Regions from separate parts of the Oryctolagus cuniculus genome. Here all the other regions are linked to region 2. Evidence: chromatin contacts called from public Hi-C and Micro-C data. All regions are on one chromosome and are shown on one strand. Each heading gives the region's core, a stretch centred on a gene start, on an enhancer-like site or on the middle of the called end of the contact. The rest is flanking DNA. Distances are from core to core; before and after follow the strand shown. Region 1 holds the start of MGAT4D (MGAT4 family member D). Region 2 holds the start of RNF150 (ring finger protein 150). Region 3 overlaps TBC1D9 (TBC1 domain family member 9).

What was found. A called contact is a pair of places that touch in the nucleus more often than the background predicts.
Region 1: a contact with region 2 is called in a Micro-C map of ear pinna, with 4 times the contacts expected there. The contact joins the promoter of MGAT4D here to the promoter of RNF150 in region 2. A contact is called at or near these places in 2 of 6 Hi-C or Micro-C datasets (ear pinna and an unstated tissue).
Region 3: a contact with region 2 is called in a Hi-C map of embryonic fibroblasts, with 5 times the contacts expected there. The contact joins the enhancer-like site here to the promoter of RNF150 in region 2. A contact is called at or near these places in 3 of 6 Hi-C or Micro-C datasets (embryonic fibroblasts, skin fibroblasts and an unstated tissue).

Annotation. Positions count from the first base shown.
Region 1 is chr8:24,213,144-24,215,921 of mOryCun1.1, forward strand. MGAT4D (MGAT4 family member D) reads left to right here and starts at 1,484. Exons shown (of 13, transcript XM_051819470.2): 1 at 1,484-1,695. It overlaps ELMOD2 (ELMO domain containing 2), which reads right to left and starts at 1,509. Exons shown (of 9, transcript XM_002716948.5): 1 at 1,344-1,509; 2 at 61-210. The coding sequence starts at 202.
Region 2 is chr8:23,556,687-23,559,466 of mOryCun1.1, forward strand. It overlaps RNF150 (ring finger protein 150), which reads left to right and starts at 1,445. Exons shown (of 7, transcript XM_051819466.2): 1 at 1,445-2,780. The coding sequence starts at 2,357.
Region 3 is chr8:24,113,689-24,116,388 of mOryCun1.1, forward strand. It overlaps TBC1D9 (TBC1 domain family member 9), which reads left to right. Exons shown (of 21, transcript XM_002716945.5): 15 at 37-105. Among named protein-coding and RNA genes, the nearest start is that of UCP1, 49 kb to the right of the region's middle. Within about 2 kb of position 1,388, at least 1 of the 8 cell types and tissues checked has an H3K27ac peak or open chromatin away from gene starts, as enhancers often do.

The DNA of each region.
Region 1 (2,778 bases), core at 234-2,733, 660 kb after region 2:
GAGAAAAAAGCAATTCAGTTAAATCTGTATTGTTTTGAACTTTATTTTGAATTACATTACCTATTCTGTGCGTCCTTTGTGCACCTACATAGGTATCAAAAATGCGCTGCAATTCACACTTTCCAGTCATCTGTCGTAACAGCCATTTCATCCAAAATCGAAAGAAGTGGCCATAGAAGAATTCCCACAAAGAAATAAACATTTTTTTCCCTGGGAAAGGAAATATATAACACAAGCTTAATGACTTGAAATTGAGCTTTAAAACGGAAAAAAAATTTATCCAACTCATCAAATCTCAAGTTCTATTAATATTTATTATTCCATCGTGACTGTTCTGTGACAATGTTTAATTAGGCATCTAAGAAAACAATTGTAATATATACCACTAAATAATGGGTGGCCAAATGGTCAGTTTTTTAAAAACTGAAAAAATCAGAACGTAGAGCCAAGCTATTGAATGGCTTGCAATAACGATACCAGAGTGCTCTGCACTTTTTGTTAAATAATTTTATTTCCTTAGTTTCCTGTTTTCTCATTCCTTGAGACACAGGGCTCAACAGTTCAAGAATAAGAGGATCTCAATGTAGTAACCTGAAAATACACAAACATCAGAATTCTTATAAGGAACAAGCTCTTAGCACTTGGGCTAACTGCTCACAGCTGTTCCCCAATCAGGTGACGTCAGCAAATCATAATGCAAATGGCTTACAAATGAAAGTATACAACTTGAACCCGGAGTAGACAGATCACACGCTGGCCGATTCTCGACTTTCCACTCAGTGGGTAAAGGGTAGAAATACTAACAAGAGTTTAAAAATAATAACTTAAAAACACACTACACATTGGATAGAACTGGATCTTAGAAAATTCTTCAGCTTCTACATGAAAAGCGGGTTGGGGGAGATGCAAGTGAGAGGGAGCTACCTATAAACAATACAAATTCTGTCTCCGCCCTGTTTCACACACTCCCAGACACATCCTCCCCAGACTAGGGCCTGAGGGACTGTCAGATTCGGAATCCCCGCAGGAGGGCTGATCCCTATCTGTCAATGAATTCCTCTCGTCCGCGCTCATCAGGACAAAAGAAGCAGAACTGCCAAGCAGAGTCCACGCCGGCACCGCGGCGCCGGAACAGCCCACACCTCGGGGAGTCGCTGCGCCAAGCCCCGGTGCCAGAGCCCGGCGGTGCCCGGCTCGCGCGCTGCCGGCGAGTGGGAGGGACCGGCCAGCACAAAGCCCGGGCGGCCGCGGCCCCCGCGGACTTCCCGCAGGACGCCGCGGGGCTCGCGCAGCCCGCACGCCACGGAAGCAGCGCAGGGCAAGAGAAAAGAAACAGCAGCCACCTCACAAGAGCGGAAGAACTAGGGGGAAGCTGCAGCTGCCTCGGTTTCCCCAACTGCAAACAGCCGGCAACGGAAACGACGCTACTCGCCGAGCGCTCCCTGCAAGCACCGCGACCCGGAAGTCGGGGACCTGGACTGTCGGACCGCCTTTCCCGGCACACTGCCCGCCCCCCGCCCCCGGCCTCTTCCGATTGGCCCGCGCTCCACCTATCGCGAACGCGGAAAGGGTTGAGCTGCGTAGCCCCGACGCGCGTGCTCAGATCCTCCGGACGCCCGACGGTTTCCCTGGCAACGGCGGGAAGGAGACACGCCCGGCGGCAGCGTAGTCTCCTTTAGCGCCGCAAAATCTCAGGTCCGTGGCGCTAGTGGAAGCCCTGTGGTGTAGCTCCTGGGCTCCGAGCAGGAAGAAACCACGTGATTCGGTAACTTGAGCACCGAAACCACTGAAGAGCTTTCACCTACTTTTAATCTTCTGTGAAGTAACTACTAATGGCTCTACTTTAGGATGACAAAAAAGGAATTCAGGTTAATTGACTTGCCCAGGTCCAATACGTGGCAGGAAGAGAGAGCCTGTATTTTAAAAAGAGAAACTCGGACTTTCACAGTAATAAATATTTAACGGTTAATTCATCAAACATTGATTCCTTAGCTGCTTTTTATTGAAAAAATAATTTACATGATTTAAAAAAAAACTCAAAAGTGCATTCATTAATTCAGCAAGTATTTGTTAGTTTGTTAATTGCCTTTTATGCACAAGGCGGTGTTCCAAAACGACTAAACAGGCAAATACTGAGAATGCCAGGTGGTGCTAAGTACCAAAAGTATTAGGAGACAATAAGAAGCGTGAGGGGCAAGTCATTTTACATTGTTTAGCCAAGGAAGTCTCAGTAGGAGGTCACATCTGAGGCTCACTGAATGAAGTGTCTCCAGGGACAGTGTGCTGGGTACCAGAATGGCAAGTGCACATGCTGTAAATTGGAAGCATATGTAGTTGAAATGTTGGAATTACTGTAAGAATGCCTGTGTGGCTCCAAGAGAAAGAATAAGGTGGAGTAGAAAATACAAAGGACTAACTTGCCCCACCTACCCAAGACTGCCAGGCCGCTCAGTTCCCTTCCTCAATACTAACCAGGGTTAGTATTTTGTTTCTACTTCCAGAAATACTCTGCAAGTGTGTATATGTATAGTCCCTCTATCTCCTTGTTAACATAAATTGCAACAAGAAATACACACTTTCGCACATTCTCAACCTGTTTTTTGAAAATGAATACTAGTTGTAGAGCACTAGACAAGGGAAGGGTGCAGAAGCCATCGTCCCTGCCATGTAGGTGTGGCCGACTGTGACTCAGTAGTGGAGTCTGAATGTATATTATATATATTGTAATAATGAGATCATATCCTCTTAGATGATCAAGGCAACTGACAGCTGGCTGAA
Region 2 (2,780 bases), core at 195-2,694:
CTTCTAATTTGGGTGTAGCTGGGGTTCTTCGCTCTCCCCTAACAGCCACCAGCTGTTTGTTCTGCTGCTGCTGGGAAAGGAGAAGTCATGCCAATGGCAGCCATTAACAGAAAGCCGGACGCATGTGGAGGTCCTGGGAAAGGTGGATTTCTTTCCTAAACATGAATTGGATTCCAGGTTCTCTGACAGAGATCCACTGGGAAGGACAGGGTACGTGAGAATCTTCAAGCAGGGGCTGGCCTAGCAGGTAAGGCCATGGCCAAAGAAACCGGCCATCCCATCAGGTTCAAGTCCCTGCTGTGCCACTGCTGATACAGCTCCCTGCTAATGGCTTTGGAAAAGCAACGGAAGATGCTTAGGCCCCACGTGGGAGACCAGGATGAAGCTCCTGGTTGTAGCTGTGACCACTTGGGGAATGAACTGTGGATGGAAGAGCTCTCTCTCTCTTTCTCTTTCACTCTCTCTCTCTCTCACTCTCTGTAATTCTGACTTTCAACTAAATAAATAGATGTTTTGAAAAAAAAAAAGAGAACTGTCACACACATATTTTTACAAACTTTATGACATGGATCTCAAGCAAAGGAAACCAGACGTGAGAAGGGATAACAATTTTCCAAACATTTAACATTGTGAAGAACTGTGCTGTGTCAGTTTCAAGAATGCCATTCTGGGAATACCACACTCTCTGCTGACTGGTGGTAATCTCCATACACAACCCGGAGAACACACATAAACAACAGTAACCCAAACAAACCTCCCTTGCCTGCTGATGCCCCGGGGGCTCTGTCACCAGGCATGACAACTGCAATAAACACAGTGGAGAAATAGCTCACCAGCTTCTCACAATTAGAAGGCATCCGTTCTGCAAAACAAATGCCACGCGTTTGCTCCCAGCTGGCCGCAGAGAGGCCCATTCCTACACCCACCCTAATGGAGTGGTTGCTAGACCAGCTGTGTCAGCATTGCCTGAGAACTTGCTAGACACGGATATTGGGGGTCTCACCCCAGATCTAATAACTCAGAAATGCTAACGCAGGGCTCATCAGGCTGTTTTTTTTTTTTTAAGATTTATTTTATTTGAAAGGCAGAGTTACAGAGAGGGCGAGGGAGAGGGAGAGGGGGAGGGGGAGAGGGACAGAGAGACAGAGAGAGAGGTCTTCATCCGCTGATTCACTCCCCAAAGGCCGCAATGAACAGAGCTGAGCCAAGAGCCTCCTCTGGGTCTCCCACGTGGGTGCAGGGACCCAAGCACTTGGGCCATCTTCCATTGTTTTCCCAGGCCATAGTAGAGAGAGCTGTATCTGGAGAGGAGCAGCAAGGACTCCAGCCTGCGCTGGCCCCCAGGCTGTCTTAAACCAGCATTTGGGAGTCACTTCCCTAGGTATCGCTGTGGCATCGTTCAACCCACCTTACACTTTGGCTTTGGAAAAGGAAAGTCACCGCACGTGTTCAGCGAATGGGCGAGTGGTTTAGGGGAAGCTCGACCATTTCCGCATAGGAGTATTTAAGGCGCAGGAAGCAGTTTCTGTACTCAGAGGTCAAAGGCTCCTTTTCCCTACTGCAAACCCCACCTGGACCAAGTCACCCACTGGGGCTGAGTTTGAGACCCGCCAGGGGTCGCTGCTGCCCGTGAAGAGACCGAGGGAGCGCGGCGAGCGAAGCCCCGAAGCTTTGACATCACACTAAGCTCCTCCTTGCACGCACACATTCTACACACACACACACACAAACATACACAGACACACGCACACCCGGGCCGCGCACTCGTCCCGCGGCAAGAGTGCGCCCCGCGCAGCCACCCGACGAGGGCGGCAGCACACGCTCGCAGGCCCCTCCGACCCGGCGCGCTGAGGTAGCGGCCGCCGCGGCAGCAGCTCGACCCGCGCTCTCCGGCGCTCGGCGGCGGCCGGGACTCCCTCGGCAGCACCCCTGCCTGCGAACAGCCACCCCGGCCCCTGCCGGGACTAGAGAGGGCGTGGGGCCGTCACCTCGCGCGCTCCGGAGCCCCCTGCTACCCCTATGAGAGACGGAGAAGCCGGGCGGAGGCGCAGGACGCTCGGCAGCCGGACGCCTCCTCAAGCCCCGCGCGCCCTCTCCTCCCGCGCCCCCTGCACGGCTGAGGAGCAAAATGCAACCGCCGCGCTTCGGCTGAAAGGCGACGGGGCCCGCGCGACCCGCTCGCCCGGAATCCCGTGCCCGCGGCGGCTGCGCGCCCCGGCCGCGGCCCCTCAGGAGGGAGAGTGAGCAGCGGCCGCGGGAAAGAGAAGCGGCCGGCGCGGACTGGGCCAGGGCCCGGGAGGAGGCGCGGGGCAGAGGGAGGGCGCGGGGGGCGGGGCGGGGGCGCCGGCGGAGAAAGATGGCAATGTCTCTCATCCAAGCGTGCCGCAGTCTGGCTCTCTCAACATGGCTGCTTTCCTTTTGTTTCGTGCATCTACTCTGCCTGGACTTCACCGTGGCCGAGAAGGAGGAATGGTACACCGCCTTCGTGAACATCACCTACGCTGAGCCCGCGCCGGACCCGGGGGCCGGGGCTGCGGGCGGCGGCGGCGGCGGCGGCAGTGGCGGCGGCGCCGGCTCGGAGCTGCACACGGAGAAGACTGAGTGCGGGCGCTACGGAGAGCACTCCCCCAAACAGGACGCCCGCGGGGAGGTGGTCATGGCCAGCTCGGCCCACGACCGCCTGGCCTGTGACCCCAACACCAAGTTCGCCGCTCCGACGCACGGCAAGAACTGGATAGCCCTCATCCCCAAGGGCAACTGCACCTACAGGGACAAGATCC
Region 3 (2,700 bases), core at 138-2,637, 560 kb after region 2:
TTTGTGAGCAATTCTTTGTACTTATTATTCATTTAGGTTCGAACCATTGTGACAGAAACTTCCTTTACCATCGATGAGCTTGAAGAACTTTACGCCCTTTTCAAGGTGAGTGTCAAAGGCAGGTAGTGCCCAAGAGAATAGAAGAGTTCACCATGATAATCCAGTTCTTGATTTTTCTGTCAAATTGTGAAGGGATAGCATCAGCCTCCACGTGTGTAAATTGCAAGGTAGAGCCGAGAGTACAGAATGAAAGAACTTACAGGAAAAATGAACATACTCGTGTTCCTATAACTAACTTAAGTTGATGTTTTAGCCCCGTTCCCCTCCATATAATATTCTAGCTATTTCCCTAAGCCTGAAGAAAACATGTTTCTAATACTCAGAAGTGATCAAGTTTAAATTCTGCCTGAAATTCTTTTCCTATATAAAGGTGAAAGCACCCTTAAGAAAAGATAACATGGAACTAGAACAAGAGGGAAAAAAAGAAACAGCTTAAGTGTCCAAGGGAAAGCAAAATTGGTTAAGTTTTGGGGATTTCTGTTTTGTCATTCCCTCTCCCCAACCTTGATCCTTAATAAGAAAGTATGATAGCAGTAAACACAGCAGTGTGTAATTTTTTTCTTCTAGAAAAAAAATCATCATAACCATCATTCTCAACACCTTTGGTTACAGTGTGGTAATTGACAGGGGAAAAAATGTTTGCAAAATGTCTTTTATACAGGTACCAGTCTTATCAGGGTCTCTAATGACAATCAGCTAAGTGCGGCTGTTGTGAGCAAAGATAGGAGCCAAGGAAACACAGGGGGAGAGATAAAGATCAGCATCCCAGACGGCTGCTAGTGGCCGGAGGGCACCGCCATTTATTTATTAATGATTGATTTCTTTTTCCCCAGTGCCTAGTGAACTTCCGTCCCCTAGCCGGTGTTCCAACATGTGCTGAGATCATAGATAGTGATCAGTCATCAGTGCGGTGCCAGCCCTCATTCTGGTGAGGACAGAAGGCTCAGAGAGACCGAAGCTCTCTGTTTCAGAGCTGCCTAGTGCGGCCTTTGTGCCACAGCAGTGTGGGCAACAGCGCCTCCTACAGCCTCCTTGCAGCACCTGCAGTCTCCATCATGGGCCAGCTCAGTGAGATTTTCTTCGTCAGCACCTGTAACTAATGATGCAGGGTTAGGCCGGCGATCCATCAGGCAGGTGTTCCCTCTGTTTCATAAGAGGAAAAAGAATGATCCAAAGTGCATCCAGCTGTAAAGGCATGCTAAAGATGGGAAGAAATCTGCTTCCCAGGGCGGTGGGAGCTAGGACCACTGTACACAAGTGGGAGTGGCCCCTGGAGGCAGCCAGACCGCAGACAGACAAGAGAAGGGCTGTGCATAAGGAAGAGCCCCACTTTGAGGGGCACCAGGAGGAGGCGGACCTGGGCTGGCTGTGCAGAAGTTTCAGATCGGGAGATGGTGAAGCCATGGCTTGCCAGGCTTGGCTGTCATGGCTGCCCTCTCTGGTCTGTGCACATTCAGGTACTGGGGATGTCCTTGGAACCCCGAGACTATGCCTGAAGAAACAGGTCTTTCTTACACTCAGACACCCTGCCCTGAGGGTGCACTGACAAACATGAGTCCCCTGGGGATCCTGAGAACAACTCTGAAAAGAACCGGAGACCCAGGACTGATGCCAGAGATGGGGAGGAGCCCTGGTACTGGTGGGATCCAAGACAGAAACTTCAGTTCTTGACTCATTCTTCAGTCTTTGGAACATTTTAATTGGCATTGGCTTTAATTCCGTTTCCCAAACATTTTACTGAGTCATTGGTATGTGTCAGGCTCCCTGCCAGATTTTTCCCATGCTTTAGAAAGTCAGTTGCTTGCTCTGTTCCTGCAGTGGCAAAGCACTGGTGCAGTCCCCCTCCTGGGGAGCCTAGGGCTTGGGTTGCTGGGTAAACCTGGGTGGGGAGAGGGGGAAGGCCACGCCCTGAGGCAGACGTGGTAGGAGCTATGTTTCAGGCTGGCTCTGTCCTAGTTTCTCATACACTCTTGCAGAGTGAGTCCTCCTGTTCCCGTCTCTGGGCCCTCACCGCCACATCTTGGGTCCCAGCAAGGAACAAGGAACAAGGAGAATGCTCAGTATGACTTACTTCCTCTTGGAGGATGGTGAGCTCCGTGAGAGTGACTGCGCCCATGTGCAGGCCCGGAGCAGAGTATCTGGGGTGCTTAGGAAATGCTTTATCGGCTGATGCAGCTCAGCCGGAGCCGACTCCTCCCAGGGGTGTATCACCAGCACCGTTCTGTCCACAGAGGCCTGCTGGGCTGCACGCAGACGCTCCATAGCACAGCTCAGCCTAGCAGGCCACTGCCGCCTCCACAGGGACCTCCCTCCCTCTCACATCCCATTCCCTCTGCACTGCTGCCAGGAATACAGCCCAAGGCCCTGGACAACCTTGCTGCTACTATCCTTTATTCTTCTGGGTTGCCCTCTATAGTTTTTCCTCTCTCCTCTTCCTCCTTCTTCTCCTCCTCCTCCTCCTTTTCCTTCTTCCCTATTAACTAAGAAATTCCTAGTGAACAATTATGATAAAGACACTGGTCATCTTTTCAACTTTTCTAAGCAAAAGCCAAATTGAAGGCCTACACACAGCTGACTCCCCTATTTCTCAGAACCCACAGACAAAAGAGAAAAAGATCTGTCTCGAAAGTGCCATTTCCT